Linked DNA regions of Mus musculus: regions 1 and 3 are each linked to region 2. The links are chromatin contacts, called in public HiCAR-type and promoter capture Hi-C maps. All regions are on one chromosome and are shown on one strand. The core of a region is the stretch at or near the end of the contact, and the rest is flanking DNA. Distances in the headings are between cores, read along the strand shown.

Evidence for each region. Promoter capture Hi-C pulls out the DNA fragments that hold promoters and counts their contacts. HiCAR-type assays count read pairs that join an accessible place to other places.
Region 1: a contact with region 2 is called in a HiCAR-type map of astrocytes, with 2.2 times the contacts expected there. The contact joins the enhancer-like site here to the promoter of Cacna2d3 in region 2. A contact is called at or near these places in 6 of 39 promoter capture datasets (the C10 cell line, the HPC-7 cell line, hippocampal neurons and 2 more) and 2 of 115 datasets of contacts at active chromatin or transcription factors (astrocytes and embryonic midbrain).
Region 3: a promoter capture Hi-C map of hippocampal neurons shows a contact between it and region 2, with 6 times the contacts expected there. The contact joins the enhancer-like site here to the promoter of Cacna2d3 in region 2. A contact is called at or near these places in 9 of 39 promoter capture datasets (the HPC-7 cell line, cranial neural crest, embryonic stem cells and 4 more) and 1 of 115 datasets of contacts at active chromatin or transcription factors (embryonic stem cells).

Annotation. Positions count from the first base shown.
Region 1 is chr14:29,228,134-29,230,833 of GRCm38.p6, reverse strand. The region is part of intron 11 of Cacna2d3 (calcium channel, voltage-dependent, alpha2/delta subunit 3); the gene reads left to right. Among named protein-coding and RNA genes, the nearest start is that of Lrtm1, 210 kb to the right of the region's middle. Within about 2 kb of position 1,258, at least 24 of the 459 cell types and tissues checked have an H3K27ac peak or open chromatin away from gene starts, as enhancers often do. A contact at or near this core is called in astrocytes, where this site is marked.
Region 2 is chr14:29,720,474-29,723,173 of GRCm38.p6, reverse strand. Cacna2d3 (calcium channel, voltage-dependent, alpha2/delta subunit 3) reads left to right here and starts at 1,310. Exons shown (of 38, transcript NM_009785.1): 1 at 1,310-1,528; 2 at 2,221-2,302. The coding sequence starts at 1,407.
Region 3 is chr14:29,275,362-29,278,061 of GRCm38.p6, reverse strand. All of the region lies in intron 11 of Cacna2d3 (calcium channel, voltage-dependent, alpha2/delta subunit 3), which reads left to right. Among named protein-coding and RNA genes, the nearest start is that of Lrtm1, 260 kb to the right of the region's middle. Within about 2 kb of position 1,406, at least 11 of the 459 cell types and tissues checked have an H3K27ac peak or open chromatin away from gene starts, as enhancers often do. A contact at or near this core is called in hippocampal neurons, where this site is marked.

The sequences.
Region 1 (2,700 bases), core at 9-2,508, 490 kb after region 2:
AATCATCTGTGACTTCCACCAAGACTCCCAGAGCAATAAGAATTCTACTTTCTAGGGTTGAGGAGAAACTGCTTGCTGTGCAAGGGTGAGAACCAGAGCACAGATCTACAAAACCCACAGAAAAGGCAGATGTGTGTGAGAGCCTGTCTGCAGTCCCAGTACATGGAGGCTGGGGTATGGAATTCATAAAGCAAACTGGCTAGCCACACTATTTCAAACATCTGGCTCTCCAGTTAGTGAAAGACACTACTTCAATACTCTTCAAAGTCAACAGAGGAACCCCAGGTCTTCACACACACACACACACACACACACACACACACACACACACACGCCCATCAAATATGCAAAAACAAAGTTATCTGTATTTCATATGGCAGGTCCAGCAAGAAGATTCTTCGTTGCCCTTGTTCTTGAGGAATGATAACTTCTAATCCTCCCAGCCCAGAGATTCCAGTGTATAGAGAGGAACATGCATCTGGCCCTTGTGGGAAACTAAGGAACCCAGCACTGTAACCCATGCTCCTGGCTCTTCCAGGATCTTCTCCTCCATCCTGGCTACAAGGTGCCCCTCACTGTTGTGGTCTGGAAGGGAGTGAAGCCCTGTGCACACTTAACTTATTCTTCATGCATTCCAGGAAGAGGGAACCAGAGCTAAAAGACTGTAGGCAAGAGACTGCCAGGCTTCCTTGTTCCCTTCCCAGCATTCAAACCAGCCATTAATGAACGCCAAAGCCATTTCTGGGAAGTGTGTGTGTGTGTGTGTGTGTGTGTGTGTGTGTGTGTGTGTTGGCAGGGGTGTGGGGGTGGTGCACATCTTTTCTAAATATCCTTAAGATGGAGCAGTTAATTCCAGTTTTCTGTTTGCCAGATAGTTGTTCTTCTTTTTCCTCATTTTCCAGAGCCTCTTTCTGCCAGTGGGCATGGTGATCAGCCCTGTTGGCCTGTCATTCATTATTTTTTAAAATTACACTCAACATGTTATCATAGCAGCACTTTGCACAAACAGAAAATCAAGTTTACTGTCCCTTTCTGGAGCCCTCTGTCACTATCATTTTGCTCTCTCCCCTTACTTGCATTTAAAGTAATCAACGGCACACAGTCCAAATAAGAATATTTTCAAGCTATTGTCAGATCCTAGTGACAAATCGATTACTCGCGGTTGCTTCCCAGGAAACTGCCTGTGGATATAGAATGCAATGGCATCCACAGCAGATTTGTAACCGAGGAAGAGTCTCGGGAATGTGGATGGCAAATTGCAGGGAGTGAGGTAGGCCATCAGGAGCTGGGAGGCAGCAGGGAGACTCGCTGACATGCAGGGACAGTGTTGTTTGCTTAGAAGACGAGCCACAATTCCGTTCTGCTTTGAACTCTTTCAAAAGAGCTGGCTTCCAGACAAAGGGAAATGCAATACAGCTAGGGTTGTCTGTTTTCATAAACTTTCAACTTGCTTTTGTTGCCAGTCCTGTTTTTAAAACCCGCCTTAGAAAAACATAAAGCATGCTTAATATTCTGCTCGGAACAATCTGATATTCATTGCGATATGTCTTGGGTCCCTATTGATTTTGAAGACACTGCACACAAATGCTTGACATTCGGGAGGGCAAAGTGAAGGATTAAAATGGAATGCCTCCTGCCTGCAATCGTCTTTGAAGAGGAGAGAATGTTCAAGTAAGCAGAATTCGCATAGTCAGAATAAAACATGACGAGAACATTTGCGGAAGGAGATGGAACGTGACTGGGGGAAATGTGAACAACACGGAAAGAATAACATTGGCCTGACTCTTTTCATCTTTTGTGAAGTGTTTTATACATTGATGCATGGTCAGTGGCCTTCAGATATAATTTTCTCCTACCGTGTGTATGTGTGTGTGTGTGTGTGTGTGTGTGTGTGTGTGTGTTGTCTCTCAAGGATGTCCATGTCTAGAGTAAGAGGATATTTGTGAATGTGGGTAAAAATGTGTACAAATTGCCAGTGACCATGCAAATATAGGCAGCTCAGCAGGGGTCTTAACTGACACAGAAGACTGTTGAAACCATAATGGCTTGTAGGCAAGAGGGCATAATTACTAGGTTGTTCTATGCTTATGGAGTGCTGACAGTCTGAGTCACTGGAAACCCAGAAGACTTGAACCTGCCTGAAATACTTCAGATGACAGAAGACAAAGGCACTTGGGCAGGACCAAACTCAAGGGTGTAAATACAGCAGCAATGGAAGGAACTTGTAGCTGGTGGCATCTGCTGCCACTTTAAACACTCTTCCTTCTTTGAGTCCCATGCTGGCCCATCTGAGAAAGGAATGTTTGGGAGACATTGCAGGTGGAATGAAACCAGAGAGGAGGAGAAGACTGGGCAGGAGCCTGGGGAAATGGAGGGGGAAGGGCTTGAGGACTTGGGACCCCAATTCTCCCTCATTTCAACCCAGGTCAAGAGATTCAAGCTCCTCCTCTAATGGGGTAGAGGGGCACCCTACTGGTATCTTATTTTTGTTCTGTTATTTTCTAAAGAGTTGGGTTTTTTTTTAATTATTATTTTTAAAATCTATGTTTTCACACACCTCTTTTCCTGTGAGTTCAGGAGCTTATGCTGTCCAGAGGCATCAGGTCCTCCAGAGCTGGAATCAGGCAACTATGAGTCCTTGAGAACTGAACGTGGGTCCGCTGCTAGATCAGTGCATATTTTTAGCCACTGAGCAATCTC
Region 2 (2,700 bases), core at 61-2,560:
AAGGAGAACCGAGGCGGCGGGGGCGCGTTCGGAGACTAGGCGAGGTCAGGAGCGCACGGCTGCCCCAGGTCGCCCGAGTTTGCTCCGCCAGGCGAGGATGACTCAGCCTCACTCGGGTCTTTACCGTCAGCCCGCGCGAGGGCTCCACAAAGTTCCTAGTCACACCCTAGAGCTTGAACGAGGATGGGGGACAAGGTTTTTCTAAGGGTGGGGCCGCGGCAAAAGAGACATCCTGGGGCTTTCCCTGTGGGTATTCAGAAGCCTCGCCCGCGCTCAGCTGCCTCTTCCCGGGCGGGGGCTGGTGTGCGGAACCTCCGTGCTCGGAGCAATCTGAACCCCCCTCCTCCCCCCGCAGAATTAAGGGTGTCTGCCGGTCAGGTTGGACTTTCCGCTGCGTTTGCTTCCTTTCCCGCCCGGGCATCCTGGTCCCTGGGTGCACCGTGTAGCAGTGCGGACCCCGGACCCCGAGCTTCAGTAGGCTTGAAAGCACCCCGGCCCGTGGTCCGGAACGCCAGCGGTAGCTGTGCGGCCGCCGGGTGCCCGCGCCGCGACTGCAGCGCCACCCTCCGCGCTTTCCTCCAGTCGCCGCGGCGGTGGAGCAGCGATGGGCGGCCACGCCGCGGTGCACTCCCTAGAACCCGACCCCCTTGTCCCATCCCCAGCCCGTTCTGCCGCTATACGAGCCGGTCCACTGCCGCTGCCGCCGCCCGCTGGCTTCTTCCAGACTTCTGCCTCTTCCCAAGGAACCGTGAGGGGAATCGGGAGGGGGTCGCACCACCTCTAGGCTCCGCAGCCCCCCACCACAACGCCCCTGACCAGTCCCCGGGGCTCCTGACCAGATCAACTACTGGCAAAGTGTGGAGCATCGGGGTCCTCGGCCTCGCTCCCGAGCCGCCCACCCCCATTCCGCTCCGGTCGCCAGGGCCTGGGGACCGCCCGGGGCCACCCGAGAGTCGCGCCCGTGGCGGCGGACTGCGGAGTTGTAAAGAACTCAGCGGCCGCAGTGGGCCGGACCGGGCGAGGCACGAGCCGTGGCGGCCAAGGACACTTGAGTTTGCGAGTCTCCGCCCGCGAGGCGCCTCCCGCCCTCCCGCCGCGGCTCGCCGGACTCCCCGGGGCCGCCGAGGCGGGGCTGGGCAGCTGCCGCGGCAAGAGGCGCGTCTCGCTCCCTCCTCCCGCGCCTGCCTACTCCCCAGTGCTCCCTCCCGCCTCCTCTCCGCCCTCCCCTCCCCTCCCCCCGTACCCCGCTGCTTCCCCCCCCCCCCTGCTCCCCAAGTGAGCCGGGCGCGCGAGAGGCAGGAGGGGCGGCGCGCGGCGGAGCAGGCAGCCCAGCGCGCTCGCCCACCGCCCGCCCGGCGCAGCTCTCCGCGGCCGCTCCAGTCGCCGCCGCCGCCGCCGCCGCCAGGATGGCCGGGCCGGGCTCGCTGTGCTGCGCGTCCCGGGGGGCCTCGGCGCTCCTAGCCACCGCGCTTCTCTACGCCGCTCTGGGGGACGTGGTGCGCTCCGAGCAGCAGATCCCGCTCTCCGTGTAAGTGCCTGGTGTTGGGACTCCCCGGGAGGGGCGGCTAGCGCCCGAGAGAGACCCGGGGCGCCCAAGTTTGGGCGCCTGCAGGTGCGGCTGGGCAGGACCCACGGCGGGTGCGGGCCTCGCCTCTTGCACCTGCCTCTCAGCATCAGCACCCAGTGGCGGGAGACTAGGGTGGAACCTTCTCGCCCTTTCCCTGGGGCTGGGGAGTAAGACCTGGAGAGGTTCACCTCAAGTGACAGCGCCAAGTTTAGAGCCTGTTTACAGACTGCAACTTCCACGGGCTGTTTAATGGTCCCCTTTTCTGCTACCTTGCCATCCTACTTTTCCGGGAAGTGGGGTGGGGGTGGGGATGGGTGGATTTCTTCAGAGTAGTATTTGCCAGGTGATGCTCATTTTAGGTGTTTAAGTAACCAGGCAATTGTTTCTATGAAAGCCCGTGGTCTTCTTAGAGAGCCAGGCTTTACACCTTCTGAACTCCGGTGACCCCGGACCCCATCCCGCGCTGCGCTCTACATCTTGGTGCGGGTAGTTTGTAAGAGAGAGTTTTTTTTTTTTTTTTTTTTTTTAATCTTTCTTTCCTTTTTCCTTTAATGTTCTATCGCCCTGCTCTTTCAGCCACAGCCCGGTGTGTGCGCGTGTGTGACGGTGACACTGGTATTACATTTCTTCCCTCTGCTCTTTTCTCCCCATAGAGTGAAGCTGTGGGCCTCCGCTTTTGGTGGGGAGATAAAATCCATCGCTGCCAAGTACTCGGGCTCCCAGCTTCTGCAAAAGGTAAGGTTTCTGTGGTGACAGACAGCGATGATTTTTCTAGCACAGAAAATGGAGGCAGATTTAGTTTTTCCAAACAAACGTGAGCCCAGAGCTGCATCAGTTATCAGAGTAGTCTCTGATCTCCCGTTCTTGGCATTGTACTGTGCAGTGACTTCTCCCTACCAACCGGTTATTTTTAGATGACACTTGATTCCAAACACAAAGAAAAGCAGGATACTCACTCGCACTGTCCTGGCTGGGGCTCGGAAACAGTGTGTTTGCATGGCTCTTCTCGCAGTTGTTGGTATTGCTGTCTCAGTGCGAGAGCAGATGCTTCCCTGGCCAAAAGATGCTAACTTCTTCCAAGGGGCAGAATCCGGCGGGCAGCGTCTGTTTTCGGAGCCTCCACCTTGCTCGGG
Region 3 (2,700 bases), core at 157-2,656, 450 kb after region 2:
CCAGCCCTTCGTAGGATCTTCCCAATCAAAATGAAGTTGCTGTATTGTTCCCTCATCCACAAAGTAAAAATATTTTGTTCTAGTCTCCTTGTTCCTCAGGGATTCCTCTCTCAGAAAGCAAACAGCTGTGGGTGGTGACTAAGGGGCCTCTTTGGGGGACTTGCATGAGCTGTATGTTAACTATCAGGCATGAATTCTGTGGCCTGAAGAGCCTTGTTGGAAAGCACAGAGGCCCATGTGGAAATTGGTGCTGGAATTTGAACTGAATACAAGACGTGGAGGGGTGGATTAAATGGCCAGGAAGCTTCCTGGGGGCCAGGCAGAGCTCTGGAGCAGATTTCCCAAGTGTCCTCTGCTTTGGGGAAGGTGGACCAAGCCGGGAGTGAGCATCTGGAGCCTGCAGCTTCAGAAGTCTAGATCTAGGGGCTTTCAACTCTTCTTTCTATGATTTTGACCCTCACAACCCGCAGAAATTCTGAGGCTTTTAAGATTTGGATCGCTCCAGTTTTGCTTTCCCATGATTTATTTTGTACCTCAGTGGGGCAGGATAAAATGTGATGGTTTTATAATTTCAAAGGAGGACTGTTCCAGATCAGGACTCCAAAGGGGAGGATGTGTGCATGAGCCAAGCAGTACTTACCAAAATCTGTTTCCTCTGCATAGAGTAATTACCCTATTCCATCCTCAGCAGCGCTTCTTTCTTTTCCTCGCAATGTAGGAAACAACCCTTTAGGAGCTTTTCTTATAAAGTTTGGGTTCCCCTGAAAATAAGGAGAAAAATCATGAAACATTGAACATTTGGCTAGCAGACACATGAGGAAAATGGGATGGGGTAGAAGTCTATGAGTGTGCCTCTTGTAGACAGAACACTTGATGATACTCCGTCTGTGTCCACAAGATTGAGTGGCAGAGAAGAGCTGCCACTATAGGGGAGTGGCTGTACAGCTTGCCTCGGTGTTTTATAAGTCATTGTTCTGAACTCTGTGCTTTAATATGCATATTCAAATATACATCCATCTACACCTTCAACACGAAGCCCCTCCTGATCACCCCTTCTCTTTGTACCACACACTTTCACCATATGTGTTGTCTTCCTCATGGGCAATAAGTAGCTTGGTAGAATACATGATTGGACTCCGAAGACTCCAGAAAGGGTAATGATTTCTTAGTATTGTTGAAAATAGGAAACCCAGCAGAGTAACCAAGAGTTAGAAAGTCTTACATCTGAAAAACAGAAAAGCTGAGCTTGGAGTTCAACTTCACCCTCAACTCTGCGATCTTAAACCAGCTGCTCAGTCTGTCTGACTTTCAACCCTCAAAACAGCCTTGCTAGCACCCTGCTCCTCTCTGTTGTGAGGACCATCAACAGCACAGGCAGGATCTTTCTGTACTTGAAAGCAGGAAGGAGAAACAGGCAAGAGTCTTGAAAGAAAACAAGGGAAACAAGGCAGGATTTCCAGAAACCTCCATGGAATTTGAGGGTGGAGAAAGTACAAGTGTTTAAGATGAGCTCTTGAGAACTTTCTGGAAGGATCCTTCTCTGTTCTTGTTGTGGTCTAGCCTACATTTTAAAATTTTCAGCTAGGCAGTCTTTGTTCTTAGATGGCATTTGGGACCTCCCCTGTGTGTAGGAATCTCTGTGGGCCTCAGAGGCTGGAAGCCACAGGGTATGTGTGTGGGAGGGGGGTTGGTGGGGGTGGGGAGGGGGAGAGTAGCTTGTTTTAGAGACAGTGTGGAAATTGTTAGAATCTTCAGTCTCATTTGGGATGTGAGGGGACTGTTTGAACCACAGTATCCACCTCATGCATATCTGGACCTTTCAAAGCTATCTGCTACTACAGGACTTGGCCTTCAAGGCAGCAAGACTTTGATCAACCTGTGATGGAAGGTTTGTATGAAACCCTTTCCTGGCTTTCCTTTTTAAACACAAACAGGATCTGGAATTGATCCCAGATAAGACATCTGCCTCTTAATTTCACTTCAGAGGGGCAGGATGACAAGAGAGGCGATGAAGACAACTAAATGCATTTATGATTTATGCCCCCTGTGATAAATCAATGGATGATTTCTCCCCAAAATGTGGTCACTGTTGGATAACTCATACCAGCTGACATATTTGTGAGATGCATAAGGTGCGAAGGCTGAGCCCTTTCCTCGACATGTGCACACCAGCCCTGGAACCAACCCCCCAAGGATGGAGTGCGATGTGGGAGTGAGGGCATGCTTCTATATCTAGGATGATGGCCACATCACCACCATCCTCTTCTTCGTGTATCTGTTGTTTTTTGTGGTTGATGGCATCAGCCAAAGCAGCTTGTCTTTCTTGTCTCCAGTTTGTATTGGCCTCTGTGTCTGTGGACATATAGTCTTTCCATTCTTTGGAGTTGCCTTAAGATAGCCCAGTTATCACCACAATCACTCAAAATAATCAGGGAACAGAAAGTTGCCTTCACTCTTTCATGAACAACAGCTAGCTACCCAGCAATGGTTCCTACATAGCAAGAAGATTTCATCCCAGGGGCCAACTGAAGACTCAGAAGTGACCTTCTGTAGCACTTCCTGGGAAAAACCCACAAAGAGTGGCCAGGGAAGAGAGTGTGCATATTCAAAAAGTCCACAATGGCCTAATGCCACCAATTGGCCATCCCTCCCTGCCAGTACTTCCTCTTGTCCTAAGGGAGAACCAGAAAACCAGAGCTG